Regions from separate parts of the Sus scrofa genome. Here all the other regions are linked to region 2. Evidence: chromatin contacts called from public HiChIP or PLAC-seq data. All regions are on one chromosome and are shown on one strand. The core of a region is the stretch at or near the end of the contact, and the rest is flanking DNA. Distances in the headings are between cores, read along the strand shown.

The links. HiChIP or PLAC-seq counts read pairs in DNA pulled down with a chosen protein or histone mark.
Region 1: a contact with region 2 is called in an H3K27ac HiChIP or PLAC-seq map of skeletal muscle. The contact joins two enhancer-like sites. A contact is called at or near these places in 2 of 47 Hi-C or Micro-C datasets (heart right ventricle and skeletal muscle) and 1 of 2 datasets of contacts at active chromatin or transcription factors (skeletal muscle).
Region 3: a contact with region 2 is called in an H3K27ac HiChIP or PLAC-seq map of skeletal muscle, with 5 times the contacts expected there. The contact joins two enhancer-like sites. A contact is called at or near these places in 4 of 47 Hi-C or Micro-C datasets (heart right ventricle, psoas muscle and skeletal muscle) and 1 of 2 datasets of contacts at active chromatin or transcription factors (skeletal muscle).
Region 4: a contact with region 2 is called in an H3K27ac HiChIP or PLAC-seq map of skeletal muscle. The contact joins two enhancer-like sites. A contact is called at or near these places in 4 of 47 Hi-C or Micro-C datasets (alveolar macrophages, psoas muscle and skeletal muscle) and 1 of 2 datasets of contacts at active chromatin or transcription factors (skeletal muscle).

Annotation. Positions count from the first base shown.
Region 1 is chr7:13,294,959-13,298,430 of Sscrofa11.1, forward strand. All of the region lies in intron 4 of CAP2 (adenylyl cyclase-associated protein 2), which reads left to right. Among named protein-coding and RNA genes, the nearest start is that of FAM8A1, 81 kb to the right of the region's middle. Within about 2 kb of position 1,618, at least 12 of the 83 cell types and tissues checked have an H3K27ac peak or open chromatin away from gene starts, as enhancers often do. A contact at or near this core is called in skeletal muscle, where this site is marked.
Region 2 is chr7:13,062,011-13,065,516 of Sscrofa11.1, forward strand. No RefSeq gene overlaps it. Among named protein-coding and RNA genes, the nearest start is that of STMND1, 51 kb to the left of the region's middle. Within about 2 kb of position 1,366, at least 6 of the 83 cell types and tissues checked have an H3K27ac peak or open chromatin away from gene starts, as enhancers often do. A contact at or near this core is called in skeletal muscle, where this site is marked.
Region 3 is chr7:13,272,538-13,276,018 of Sscrofa11.1, forward strand. The region is part of intron 4 of CAP2 (adenylyl cyclase-associated protein 2); the gene reads left to right. Among named protein-coding and RNA genes, the nearest start is that of CAP2, 63 kb to the left of the region's middle. Within about 2 kb of position 1,649, at least 8 of the 83 cell types and tissues checked have an H3K27ac peak or open chromatin away from gene starts, as enhancers often do. A contact at or near this core is called in skeletal muscle, where this site is marked.
Region 4 is chr7:13,239,486-13,242,661 of Sscrofa11.1, forward strand. The region is part of intron 3 of CAP2 (adenylyl cyclase-associated protein 2); the gene reads left to right. Among named protein-coding and RNA genes, the nearest start is that of CAP2, 30 kb to the left of the region's middle. Within about 2 kb of position 1,771, at least 13 of the 83 cell types and tissues checked have an H3K27ac peak or open chromatin away from gene starts, as enhancers often do. A contact at or near this core is called in skeletal muscle, where this site is marked.

The DNA of each region.
Region 1 (3,472 bases), core at 368-2,867, 230 kb after region 2:
CTGACATGCTGTATAATTTAGTTATTCATTATGTTTACCATCCATCTCCTCCTGTGATGATTCATTTCATATGTCAGTGTGACCAGGCCACAGGATGCCCAGGTATTTGGTCAAACATTATTCTGGGTGTTTCTGTGAGGATGCTTTTGGATGAGGGTAACATTTATTTTATTTTATTTTATTTTTGTCTTTTGTCTTTTTAGGGCCGCACCCGCAGCATATGGAGGTTCCCAGGCTAGGGGTCTAATCGGAGCTATAGCTGCTGGCCTACACCACAGCTCATGGCAACGCCAGATCCTTAACCCACTGATTGAGGTCAGGGATCAAACCCGAAACCTCATGGTTCCTAGTTGGATGCGTTTCTGCTGTGGGAACTCCATGGATGAGGTTAACATTTAAATCAGTAGACTAGATAAAGCAGCATTACGTGTATGGGCCCCATCTGATGGGTTGAAGGCCTGAATAGAACAAAAAGGCTGACCCTCCCCTGGGTAAGAGAGAATTCCTCCTGCCTGACTGCCTTCAAACTGGGACATCAGCTTTTTCCTGCCTTTGGAATCAAACTGAACATCAGTTTTCTGGGTCTCAAGCCTGCTGACCATCATATTGGAACTTAAGCCATCAGGTTCCTGGATTCCAGCTTGCTGATTCACTCTGCAAATCTTTGGACTTGTCAGCCTCCATAATCACATGAGCCAGTGCCTTGTAAAACTGTATCTATAATCACATCTTATTGGTTCTGTTGCTATGAAGAACTCTGACTCACACCCCCCACTCTACTTGGACAAAGGAGGACAGGGATATAAGAGTCCTTACACTATTCACTGCTCTGAATCACCTGTACTGTCTACTGCTCCACACCCCTGAGCAGCCTTGCCACATAGATGGCACTCAGTATGTATTTGTTGAATAAATGAAGAAACAAACGGACCAACAGGGAGCAATCTTCAGATATGTCTTTAGAGATGTGGTGAACACAATCATCTCAATTTTATTACATAGTCAGGAGCTATAGTTTTTATATCTGATAAGTGAGCCAGAAGTCAAAGAAGGGTCTTCTTGCTTACACCTCATAGAAAGGAGTTCTGGATGTTCAGCGTGTTTTTTGTTTGTTTTGTTTTGTTTTTTGCTAGCTTCACACATGATGTTAGCCACACTTTCTTTTTGGGGTCACTGTGAAAGACCAAACACAGCAATTTACCAGCATTGATGAGACTTCGAATGCATGTAATCTATAGCCTAAGGGAACCTTACATCAGGAAAAGCTATGAGATTCCTCTGGACTTGGAAGTAGCCAAAAATCCCTCTTGGGCAGCAAAGAGGCATCCTGTGGCCATGGGACACACAAAGAGAAAAGAGAGTCAAGACTAAAGGCAAATAAATGTCATCATTAGCCATCAGTTTGCTCTGCAGAAGGAATACTGTGATTCAGCAGTATTGTTTCAAAATGGTCTGCCTTTCCAAACATGGGGTTAGATGGGTGCGAGAAGAAAGAGAAAACAAAGAAAGAAGAGGAAAAAGATTCCAACTGCCAATGGTGATTAGAAGTGGGGGCAGGGCTGGCCAAAAAAAGACTGACTGTAAGGCAGCAACAGAAGATAGAATCTCAGTGGAGAGGGAGAGGTTGTGCCAGCAGTCCTCTCAAAGATTATTATAGCTCCTGAAAACAACTCTGTGTGTGTGTGTGTGTGAGAGAGAGAGAGAGAGAGAGAGAAGTGAGAGAGAAGAGACTTCTTTGCCTCCATTAAAGGCCCTTGAAAGTGTTTCCATGGTAATGAGCAAAAATAACTGGAGAGGAAGCGGACAGATGAATACCCAGTGAGCTGCCCAGCAAGCTCCCCGTGACTCCCTGAAGCCACTTCACAGGCTTCGGCTAGCAACCTTTCCCTGAGTCTGTTCTACAAAATATGAGTTCTCTGCACAACTGGGGTGGGGATGAAAGGTTCTTTGGGGAAAAAAAAATTTGAGAAACATCAGGTTAAACATTAAACAAGTTAAATGGGTTTCTGTAGTAACTCCTTTAGTGTTCTGCAGGGACTCATGACTCACCAAAAGAGAAGGGCCATGTGCAGAATTCTCTCAAATTCCGTGGACCAGGAAACACTGTCTGTTCACCCAACTGGGGCCGGGCCACTGCTGGATGCGCTATGGGAAGCACTGCTCTGGAGAACAGCAAATGGTAGAATCTTTACAAGGTGGTGCTAACCTTAGAGGAGAAAGATGATTTCTGATGAAGGACAGTTGGAGCTCAAAAATGGTAAAGTGACCCTTTGGGATATTTGAAGACGTGCAGGGAAGTTGTTGACATTTTTTTTCACCTCCTGAGGTTGAACCAGAAACTATAGATTTCTGTCATCTCAGCCGTCTTTTGACTCAATGAATCTCAGAGAAAAGATCTGGCCATCCCTCTCCCCTGGGCCACTTATCCAGGGGAAAGAAAACACCTTAGCAAATGCAGTTGACTGGGCAGGGATCCCTCGCAGGGTGGCTTTGGTTGTTTAAACTGAGATTTATCATTAGACAGCAAACACACCTGGAGAAAACCAGTCAACCTGGGGTCTGGCCTACAGTCCGTGCTCAATAAATGTTGGTAGGAAAAAAAATGTATGGGGCTGCAGTGGGAGCTGGGGGGTGGGGATAAATTTGGAATTTGGAATTAGCAGATCCAAACTACTATGTATAAAATAGATAACCAACAAAGTTCTATGGTATAGCACAGGGAGCTATATTCAATATCTTGTAATAATCTATAATGGGAAAGAATATAAATATGTATGTATAACTGAATCACTATGCTGTCCACCAGAAACTAACACATTATAAATCAATTATACTTAAGTTTAAAAAATGCATAGCAGTTCATGGAGTTCCTGTTGTGGCTCAGCCTGTTAAGAACCTGACTAGTATTGATGAGGATTCAGGTACGATCCCTGTCCTCACTCAGTGGATTAAAGGATCTGGCAGTGCCTTGAGCTGCGGTGTAGGTTGCAGACTCAGCTTGGATCTGGTGTTACTGTGGCTGTGGCTGGCATAGGTTGGCAGCTGCAGCTCTGATTCAACTCCCGGCCTGGGAACTTCCCTGGGCTGGGTACAGCCCTAAAAAAAAAAAAAAATTATAGCAGTTCAGGTTTTTTTTTCTGTCTCAGAGAAGTTCTGATTACACTGTATTATTTTAGATTTTACGAAGCTGGTGAATTTGAATGGCTTTGGCTGTTCTCTCCTATTTATATCCCTAGAAATTGTTGGTAAGGTCCCTGTGTGTTTAAGTAAAGCACAGTCAGATCTACTGTTCAGCTTTAATGCTCAAAATCCCATAAAGTAAAATTATAGGTGATTATAAAATTCACCACTGTCAGAAGACAAATGGTACCTACCCGGAGAGGGGGAAGGTTTGATGTCTTTTCAGCTGGGTCCATAAAAGGAGCTGAAACAATAACAAAATATGAGGTGAGATTCTTGTCGGTCATCCAGT
Region 2 (3,506 bases), core at 116-2,615:
CCTTTCTTTTGTTGTGTAATACTTTGACTATACCTGATATTGCACTGTTAGGAATATCCATGATGAATATATTTGTCTGTGCAGCTTTTCCAATATTGTGAACCATTTCCATAGATTCTCAGAGGAATTATGTGGTCAGATGGTAAACATTTTTATCAGCCTTGCTCCATGCCGCTCAGTTGATTTACCAAACGGATTTAATCAATTGAATATCAAGTTCCTTCTCTCCCTGTTAAGTATCATTAAGATAATCATTATTGGAATAGGGAGGAAATATTCATTTGAACTCATTATTACTACTGAACTTCTACTACTACTACATTTTCCATATATTAATTAGTTCCCTTTTTGTGAATTGTTTGTGCTTTTTCATGATAGTGTGCAAACCAAAGTCAGGCTTATTTCTAGAACTTTCTAATGTCCTCAAACTCTTCCTTTCATCTCAACTACCTGTGACTAGCAGGCCAGAAAATGTCCATAATGCACTATTCCCACCCTAGGTAACTCGATGGGTAACACTAGGTAACCAGTTCACTGCCATGAGGTTCCAGGCAAATCCCCACCTGCCTTTGTTACCTCCTTCCTTCTTGCTGCCCTCTGCTGCCTCAGAGAAGCGAAGCTGCCATTTCTGCACCTGGGAGAATTTGTTCCTGAAATCAGTGGTTCCCAGCACTAATGGCACATGAGAACCATCTGGGGAGCTTTTAAAATTCACAACACCCAGCACATTCTCAACACCAATTAAATCAGAGTCTCTAGGGGGGCACCTGGCATCAGTGTTTTTGAAAGTCCCCCTGAGGATTCCGAAATACAGCCAGGGTTGAGAACCACTGCTTTAAATCCAAAGACCCTGGACACTCAGGCTGCAAAGACCCATAAGCAGTGGCACCTGCCCTCTGGGAGCTCACATCTGGGCCATCGGGGTAGCAAAGCACATTCTAAAAATTGTTTAAGGGAGTGGTATATATATATATGTGTGTGTGTGTGTGTATGTGTATACACATGTATATATGCTCACACATACATACCTATATGTGCCACTTAATTAGTTATAACCTATAATTTGATCAACTAGTGGCATCCTTTCCAAAGAATGGCCTTTAAAGCACAGATTCCGAAGAACCATTTCTTGCCTAAGAAATGGTTGGTTATTGTTCCCTATGCTATATTTACTGAAGCAAAAATATATATGTAGTGATTAGAAAACTTATTTAGAAACTAGAGATTTAAAAGGATTTTCCTATTTCTCAAGAAATTTAAACGCATTCCACTATTGCTTCCTGAGTTTCTGCAGCAATACCCGTCTGTCCACTAGGTGGTGCTCTGAGCAAATTCATAAGCTGTTGGGCTTTGCCACAGTTCATGTCCTTAATATATCCTTTTAGAGAAATTCAATTTTTCTGGGGCAGAAATGGCTACTCATTCATAGTCTGGACATACCACAATCAGAAATGGTGTTTTACCTTTTACTTACAAAGTTAGGCTTGCGTGAACTGTATTTATACTATCAATCCACACACTGTCTTTAGAACTTTTTATATCTACCTTATTATGTTATTGAATTCTAGGGCATCTCCCTCCAATTATCAAGATGGTTATAGGCTTTAAAATGGCTAAACAGGCTTCATCTTACAGACACTCAGCCCATGCTTTTTCTATTAAAGCCAGTAATGAAATATAGCCCACATCATCTATTTATAAAGATCCAAACACACATTAGACCTCAAATAATTGAATTTATTTTTATGGGTTAAGTCATCTGCAATGTTATCTGAGACGGGATTAAATGGAAAGCATTTCTGACTCTTCTCAACAGAAATAGGTCCATCCTTGGCCCTGGGCCTGGGCGGTTGAGCCCTCGGCTAGACTAATAGACAGTGTTCAGCAAAAGGCAAGTCAGGATGGAGTGGCTGCTCACCGGGCTTGTGCAATTCTCAGGAAGCTTGATCCGAGTTTCCAGAGGCAGCTGGTCACTGCCTTCCCTGCAGCTGCCCTGGAAAAGGCAGGTTTCTTGACCATCCAGCAGCCCAAATGCCACAGTGCGTCCTGTGTTCAGCCACCTCTAACTTTAGGACCTGCCATTTTTGTTGATATGGATAGACCATTGGACCGAACTTGGACTCTTCTGTCAGAAAACTAAGCTTGATAATCAAGAGCCAGGAGAGGCTAAAATGGGTTTGCTCCCGTTTTGCACTACGAGAAATGTCACCTCAGGAAAACCGGGTATTAAGGAGCAGGGAAAACGACAGTCATATTTCACTGGCATGGCCCAGAGTTTGGCCGGTCTCTGAGCCTGCCTCAGCGAACATGATGCACTTGACATTCACAGCCGACCCTTGGATGAGGATGTTGTGTGGCCATGCCCGAGTGTTGCCATGGCACTCTTTCTGATTGCCCGTTGATTCTCTTTCCCGTCACTCCCAGAGCCCAGGTCAGCCTCTCGCCTGGGAGAGCAGAGCCCTTGATCCGCAGTGGGGCTTTTACGCAAACACCGCTTCCTCCTTCTAAGAAACCTTCCCCAGAGAACATTCGGTCCTTGGAAGGAGCACAAAAGTAAACATGGAGGATGAGGGAACACAGAACGGAACACCCACTAAGCCCTAGCTTTTCTCAAAAAGAGCAGTGCTGATGTCTCACCTCGATGGTGGGGGCGGGCGGGGGGTGGGGGGTGGCTGTGCCCTCAGGACAGGCGGATGCTCCACATCCGGTGGGCGATCACCCTGCAAGAGGCCCGCCAACCGGCAATGAGCTGCTGTTTATGTAAAACAACAGAGAGGAAGGACCCCGTGGGTTACATAAGGCTGATGTGGATGCACTGAGGCTTTTCCTCAATGCTCTTGGGTTGGGGGGCGGTCGGGGGAGAAGAGAGACGTGGATGACCCAGAACAAGGAGCGAGGTCAGAGACAGGTTGGGACCAAACCCAGTGGTTGCTACGTCATGCCTGTCACGCGCTGGTACATCAATGACCTCCTTTAACCCCTCCGTACCCCCGGGGGCGGGGGTGGGGGACCATCGTCCCAGCTTTGTAAACGGAAACACGAAACCTTAAAAAGGATGAGTAGGCAGTTGGTGCCAGGCCAGAAGCGGCCAGGTCTCCATCTGAATCCGGCCCCTCTGCCTCCAGGTCTCACCTTCTGTGAGATCAAGCTTTTCAGCTTCGTCTTCCCGGTTTCATCCACATCCTTCAAAGGAGGCAAAATAGTATTTCCCTATGAAGTGCTAGTTACCCCCAAGGATTGGGAATGGGGAACGGGCAGGATAAGGGGAGAATTTTGCTCTGTTAAGGGACCATGAAGTGCAACCAAGCTGATCCAAATGGTAGAAGCCAGCTTGCCTTTCTGTTGCAGCCAATATTTGGCTTTTTGGAGGATGGTGACACATAGAAACAATGCTCATTCTTTATTTTAAGATATGGGGACACAGCCCAGAGCTGCTTTTATCAACCCCTCCCCCCAACCTCAGCTTTAGTTCCCCAACTAATGAAAAGTGCATTTAAAATAGCCTT
Region 3 (3,481 bases), core at 399-2,898, 210 kb after region 2:
TGTTTTTAATTTCTCAAGGAGAGTATAAGCTTAAGACCACCTCAAACATCTGCTCAAATACAATCTATGGAGAGCAGATAAAAACAAGATTACCTACTGATACCTACAGGATTGAATATTTTGTAACCAGCAGCTTTCTGAGTTTCATTTGGTGCTTTCAGAAGCATTTTGTGTTGTAGGTGGAAGTGGGTTTCAGATGAGCCTTTCCAGGGCCAGAGAATTACCTTGGTAATTGCCCTTCCCCCCCCCGGGGGGGGGCCTCCATGTGAAGGCTGGCTGTAGAGGCTGGTTAATGAGGAGTAAAGCACCCAGGAAGGAAGGAGAGGAAGAGGTTTACGTGACATCATCAGGGTCTGCTCGAGTTGACAGCCTGAAGCTACCCAGTCAGGGCTGAATCCCAACAGGAAAGCTAATCACGAGTTTATCAGGATGCAGAGAGGAGGATAATCAAAAAGGAGGGTAATTCTGTCATTCTTCTGCCCAGACTGTTTGCTTTAGCAACATAAAGCTGTGAATGAGCCTGTGAGCTGTGACCGTGGGTTAGTAGCTTTATAGGTATTTAGAAACCCAGGCCTATGGAGGCAGAAGGGATTTGCTAAGATCCTGTCCTGTTGGACATCACTCATGGTGACTTTTTTTTTTTTAATCTGATAAAGCACATTAGCTCATTTCTCTTTGTGTAAGACATGAATTAGATAATGAGTGGCTGCCCAAAGGAAGTGAGGTAGTTATCACACACAAGGGATTTAGGGGATTATCTGAGAGGGTAAAGATTAATAAAGAAGGATGATATCCTTTGTTTTATCAACAATTTCATACTAAGTTTGTTACAGTTCCAGACTGCCTTGATGGCAAATTCTACATAAAGGTAAGCACCACAGATATGAGGAAATGTTTCCTACTCTGTTTAGTTCAGTGTTGGGAATCACATTGTATTTTTAATAAAATAATTTTCAGCTATTTCTCATTCTACACTGCGAAGATTAATATTTGCTTGCTAGACCCCATAGATCTGATGTTCAAAAATTGGGAGAGTTACAAGTTTTTCTCTTATGGGCCTGATTCAAAAATTAATTTCAAAAGAGGTCATTGAGTCATTCAACAAATCTTTTTCAAAGCCAAACGTATTTCGACCTTCGGATTTGCTTCTTGTTCATCATTTCAGCAGCCTTCGCTTGAGTCCTCTTTGCAAGGCATAGCTTCTGTCATCTGTACAAAGCTGTATATGCGAAAATAGCAGACGGGGAGAAGGTAATTCCAGCTGGCATTCCAGTCTGGATCCGCTGTCATAAATTTCTTAGCAGAGGGCATGGTCTGTTACTTTTTATGGTCATGTTCTATATTTGTATGTGCTGCAGGACAGATCACATGACAAAACCATCATTTGATATTAGTGTTTATGTGCAGCAACTAGTGAGAGCTAGATTTAAGCTTCGCCTTGCAGTACTTTAATCTGTACACTTAGCTCTTAATTGAAAATGCAGACACTTCCCTACGTACTAAAATGACAAGTAATCCAGAAGAAATGTTAGGTAATTGTTTTTAGGAGAAGACAAACTGCCGTATATCCTAACTGAAATGCACTATGCCTCCCAGAGATTTTAAAACATAAATTTTGAACGTGGACAAGTCCACATTGCCAGAATAATAAAGACCCAGATCCAGCACTTCACATCTTCCAGCCGCCCTCTGAAACTGAACAAGAGAGCACCTTGCTGATGGCAGTTCCTTTTAATGAAGATACATTTCCCAAATGAATCAAGAGAAGAAAACACACACAAACTTTGTTCCCTCTGTAGAGCCCATTGCTTTCCTCGGTGCAGCTGAAAATTTAGGTTTCTAGCAGCAGACACTTAGAGAAGGTACTTCTTTGATGATCACTTCTTTTCATAAACTAAACAGGGAGAAAGAATGTTCTTGTCAGATTTTGGTAGATTAACTGCTGTGAGGATTAGTGTTTCTATATCTGGAATGGCTTATTAGATAAATTTGCCGGTTAGGTAGTTATTTCAGATCTTTGTTCAACCCTGTTCACCTTACATACTCCAGCCCTCTTTCATTTCCTCAACTCGATTAATTTCCTGGGGCTTTTTTTTTTTTTTTTTAACCAAACATTTATTGGAGCCCTCCTATATAGCAGTCCCTGCACTTGGCATTCCTGCATCTATCATCTCATTTGTATGAGGACATGCTTTGGAAGAATAGGGTCTGTCTGGGTGATGTTATTTGTCATGATTCATGTATTTCTGTACTTTGCCTTCATCTCCGCCTTGCTGCCCTCGGGCTATCACCACGACCACCATTCAGATGTTCCCACCCACCCTCTGTTAAGGAGCATATTAAGGCTGCCTTCTGGTGGTCTCTTTATAGCTTTGAACTTCTTAGCACCTTTACAGTAGTTTCTGTTGAAACAGGAGTGACTTATTTATGTGTTATTTTAGAAACATTCCACCATTATTTTCTGTGCCTATTTTCCATCCCTCAACAAGATTCTAAGAGCTTCAAGGATCTTTCTAGTCAATGTGTCTTTGCTTTCATGACACATTGTGGTCTTAACGATATATTATCTGATGTCAAGTTTGATAAGAAGATGGAGTTCCCAGCATGGATCAGCGGTTAATGAACCCAACTAGCATCCATGAGGATGTGGGTTCAATCCCCGACCTCACTCCATGGGTTAAAGATCCAGCGTCGCCGTGAGCTGTGGTGTAAGTCGCAGATGCAGCTTATAACCCATGTTGCTGTGGCTCTGGCGTAGGCTGGCAGCTGTAGCTCCAATTCGAGCCCTAGCCTGGGAGCCTCCATATACCATGGGTACAGCTCTAAAAGACAAAAAGTTTGATAAGAAGATGGGCTCCGACTCCTGACACTTTTGGTGGATTTGAGGCATAAAATCTGGGTTAATGAACTCTGGTGGCACAGGAAGGGAGCAGAGTGAGAGGACATTTTTTTTAAAAAGATACTCTTATCTTTTCCCAAAAGAAAAAAGAACTTGCTGTTTGGAGATACATTTTAGTTCAGATGGAGACATCGATGGAGGCTATGACTGTAAAATGGAAGTCATGCATCAGTCACACAGAATTAGCCTTAAAAAAAATATTCCTTACGGGAATTTGGGAAAGGGAAGGTTAGAGGAAGAACACGGGATATGCTCTTAGGCGTTTCTTTCAAGGATGCCCTTTCTCTTACGCACGCCTTAACCAAATGGGGGCCTCCGAGGCTCCCACAGAAGGCTTCATATCTGGATGTGTGGAGCGAATGACAAGAAGTGATCACAGCCAGATTTGGGTGACAGATGTAGCTCAAGCATTCAATGATTATAGAATATAGGTTCTGGGAAGAATGTGCTGATTAAATTCACATGGGCTGTGGAGATCCAGCTGGTCTGATATTTAAATTGCTGTTGGAAAATGTTCCAATTAGATGGATTCTTCCCTGTGTAGAGTTTTCATGTAAATTGTGACGACTGGTACTTTCTCAA
Region 4 (3,176 bases), core at 521-3,020, 180 kb after region 2:
AGCCTGATTTATATTTTTTTCTTCTCTTCATTCAACAGCCTGAGAACAGTATGACTCAAAGGAAGGAATATTCTCAATAATGAATATGTAATGCTTAAAGAAATTTATGTTCTTCACTAATTAGTTTCTTTTTAAATAAAGGAAGGAAGGTGGGGAAAGAAGGAAGGAAGGAAAGAGAGAAGACATGAATAATTATATCCAGTCTCCTGGGATATATATGAATGACTGAGTTAGTTTGCTGTACAGCACAAATTAGCACAACATTGTAAATCAACTATACTTTAATTTTAAAAGAAAAAAAGAAAAAGGGAGAGACAAGAAAAGAGAAAGAGAGAAAAAAACTCATTATCTGAAAAGTGTAGGCTCTGGTTCTACAACACAAAGAAAAGGACAGGCAGCCATCGTCCATCTGCCCATTACTTTAATACATTGAACAAATAGTTTATTTTTTTCTCTCTTATAAAACCATGTGTCACTGACATTAAGCTTGCAGCTGCTGCCTCTCACATAAGCCAGAAGTGGGGGTTGAACTTTGTTCCAAGAACACACCTGTTGCCTAGAAAAAAAAAAAAAAAGTCCTCACATACCTGATTGTACAGTATGGAAATTTGAGAATGACACAAATGTGCATCATGTTAAATCCTGTCCCTCTGCTTAAAAGCTATTTTACAGATACTAACAATGAATATGGGCAGCTGAGCTATGATTTAACGTCTGTCTTCGTGTGCTGGCTGCTGGTTGGGCTTAATTTACTGAATACTCAATAGTCTATTGACAGAACAGACCACAAAAAAAGGGGAAGTAATAGCTACAATTAGGAAGCTCTGCTGAACCAAAGGACATAACAGGTTTAGAAAAGATTAGATCTTGTAAAGCCTTCTTGTATGCAACATAAACCGAAGAAGGTCTTTTTAAAATTACCCTTCAACCCAAGAACACTGACACAGCTTGCACCCTTTTTAAGAAAGTATAAACAGTGTATGACTTTATAATAGATGTTTAGGGTAAGTATAGTCCTCAGTGTCAAAGGAAAGGATCTCCTAGATACTGACCCTACAGAATTCTAAGAACCTTGGTTAGCCATCATTTATCCTTCAGTGGATGGATGTGATTTTTTTTTTTTTTTTAAACAGAGCGGTCCTTTTGCCATTTATGGTATATGGAACTAATCTCAGGTCTCTTTCTAAATGATTTGACAATCATGAAACAACTGCAAATCATATTGCTCTTCCTTACTCAAGTTCTTTTTGGAGATTTATAGTTTACATTTCAAATGTTTGTACAAGCCTGGAACATTTATTTCTTATCATGATTAAAATGGGTAAATAGATGCTCTTTTATTAATAGCTCAATAAAAGTGAGAGACCCACAATTGAACAAAAGGGCAATAAAATTCAATGAAAAAAGTAAAACATATTACACATGGGAGAATTAAATCATACTGCATGATATTATGTCCTTGAGTTCCTGGACTTTATAAAGGATGACCCTTTTTAGACAATTATTGCCATTCTTTTGATGGGTCATGATCGCTGTTGTAGACGTTGCTAGAATTTTTTATTTAAATCATCTACCAAGTGTCTTGTGTATTTTATGCCACGTTGATTAGGTAACACGTTCAAAGGGTGGGAGAGTAAGAATGACCACTTCTTGTTTGTATTTGGATTTTCAAGCTGGCTCTGCTTTATATAGCATGACCTTGAGCTGGTCCCTTATCCTTCTCAGTAATGAGACCGGACGTCATCATTTCCAAGGGCTCTCAGAGCCTCTTTGAGTGACTCACCCGTTGTCTCAGTGTAAAAGCATGAGGGAGTTAGTTTTCCAAACCAAGAGCTTGAGATAGAACAGCATCATCACCATTAAAAAAAAAAAAAAGCACCTTGAGCTGCGCCAGGGAAAATGCCTCAATCATCTGAACTTGCAAAACAAGCAGAAGGAAACATGTCAGGAAAAGGATACACAGAATTCTAAAGATAATGTATCACTCTGCTTTATGATGATACGGGAAAAAAAATCAGACTCCTTCGTTTAAAAAGACTTTGAGGCTTCCATGAGTCTGTCCTTCTTGGTCTTCTCCATTGTCACTTCTCCCTTTACATGGACCTATCTCTAGAATAATAATGCAAAAATGTCCATGTGTTTATTTTACTAATTTTATCCATATTCTTCCTTTGATTTTAGAACACTTGTATGAGTAATTTGTACTCACTTAAAAAATGACCGTTTGCATTTGTGGTGCTTTATAATCTGAGTCCATATAGAAACCCTCCTGCCTCCACTGGGGGGAAAAAAAAAAGATCAGAAGCACAAGTTCACAAGTTTGGAGTTGACTCAGTGAAACAGCTTGTTCTACACAAATGCTTCTCACTCTCCTGTCTGCCTTCAGCCAAATTAGTCCTCCCATTAACTAGTTTCTTGCTAATAGTTTTAATCTGAATGTTTATTTTTATTATAACTAGATGTGAATACCTTGGCAATCTCAGTCCCCAAGGATCTGTACATCTTTTCCATTCTCCACATGTCAAAGATCCAAAAAAATGAATTCTGCATTTAGATTTCATACAGGCTTTATATCAGGAATCTCCCGTCTTACCGTCTTAGCCAGTTATGATAGAATTATTAGAGCGGGAAATACCATAGAAACCCTCCATTCCAATATATATAACATTTCATTTTTAAAAAAATTATTTTTCTGCTTTCCTTTCTTCCTTCCTCTCTCCCTTCCTCTCTTCCTTTTTCCCTTTTTCTCATCCTCTTTCCTTCCCTCCCCCTTTTCTTTCTTCCTTTCTACTTGTCTTTCTCTTTTTTCAAAGAAGGACACCCCAACTAGAGAAGAAGGTGATATAAATGATGCATTGAATGCAGCACTGTGACCCTGTGGCAGAGCCAGGAATCTAGTCTCCAAATTCTCCATCCATTGTTTGGGAGATGCCTGGCTTAGACCCCCTAGGCTGCTGTCTCCCGCTGCCTTTGTAGGCAAGGGGATCACTAGTAAGAAGCAGTGCCACTTCTTCGTACTCTGCAGTTGTTACTGTTTCCCCTACCAAATTTCCACAGTATGTGGAAAGGTTGTGATAAGGGCAGGCTCAAGCACAAGGGGCCAGGAGAGGGTCGAGCAACATTGTAACTTGTGTCTTTCACGTCCCCTGAGAGCAGCACCTAAGAGCAGCACCGAG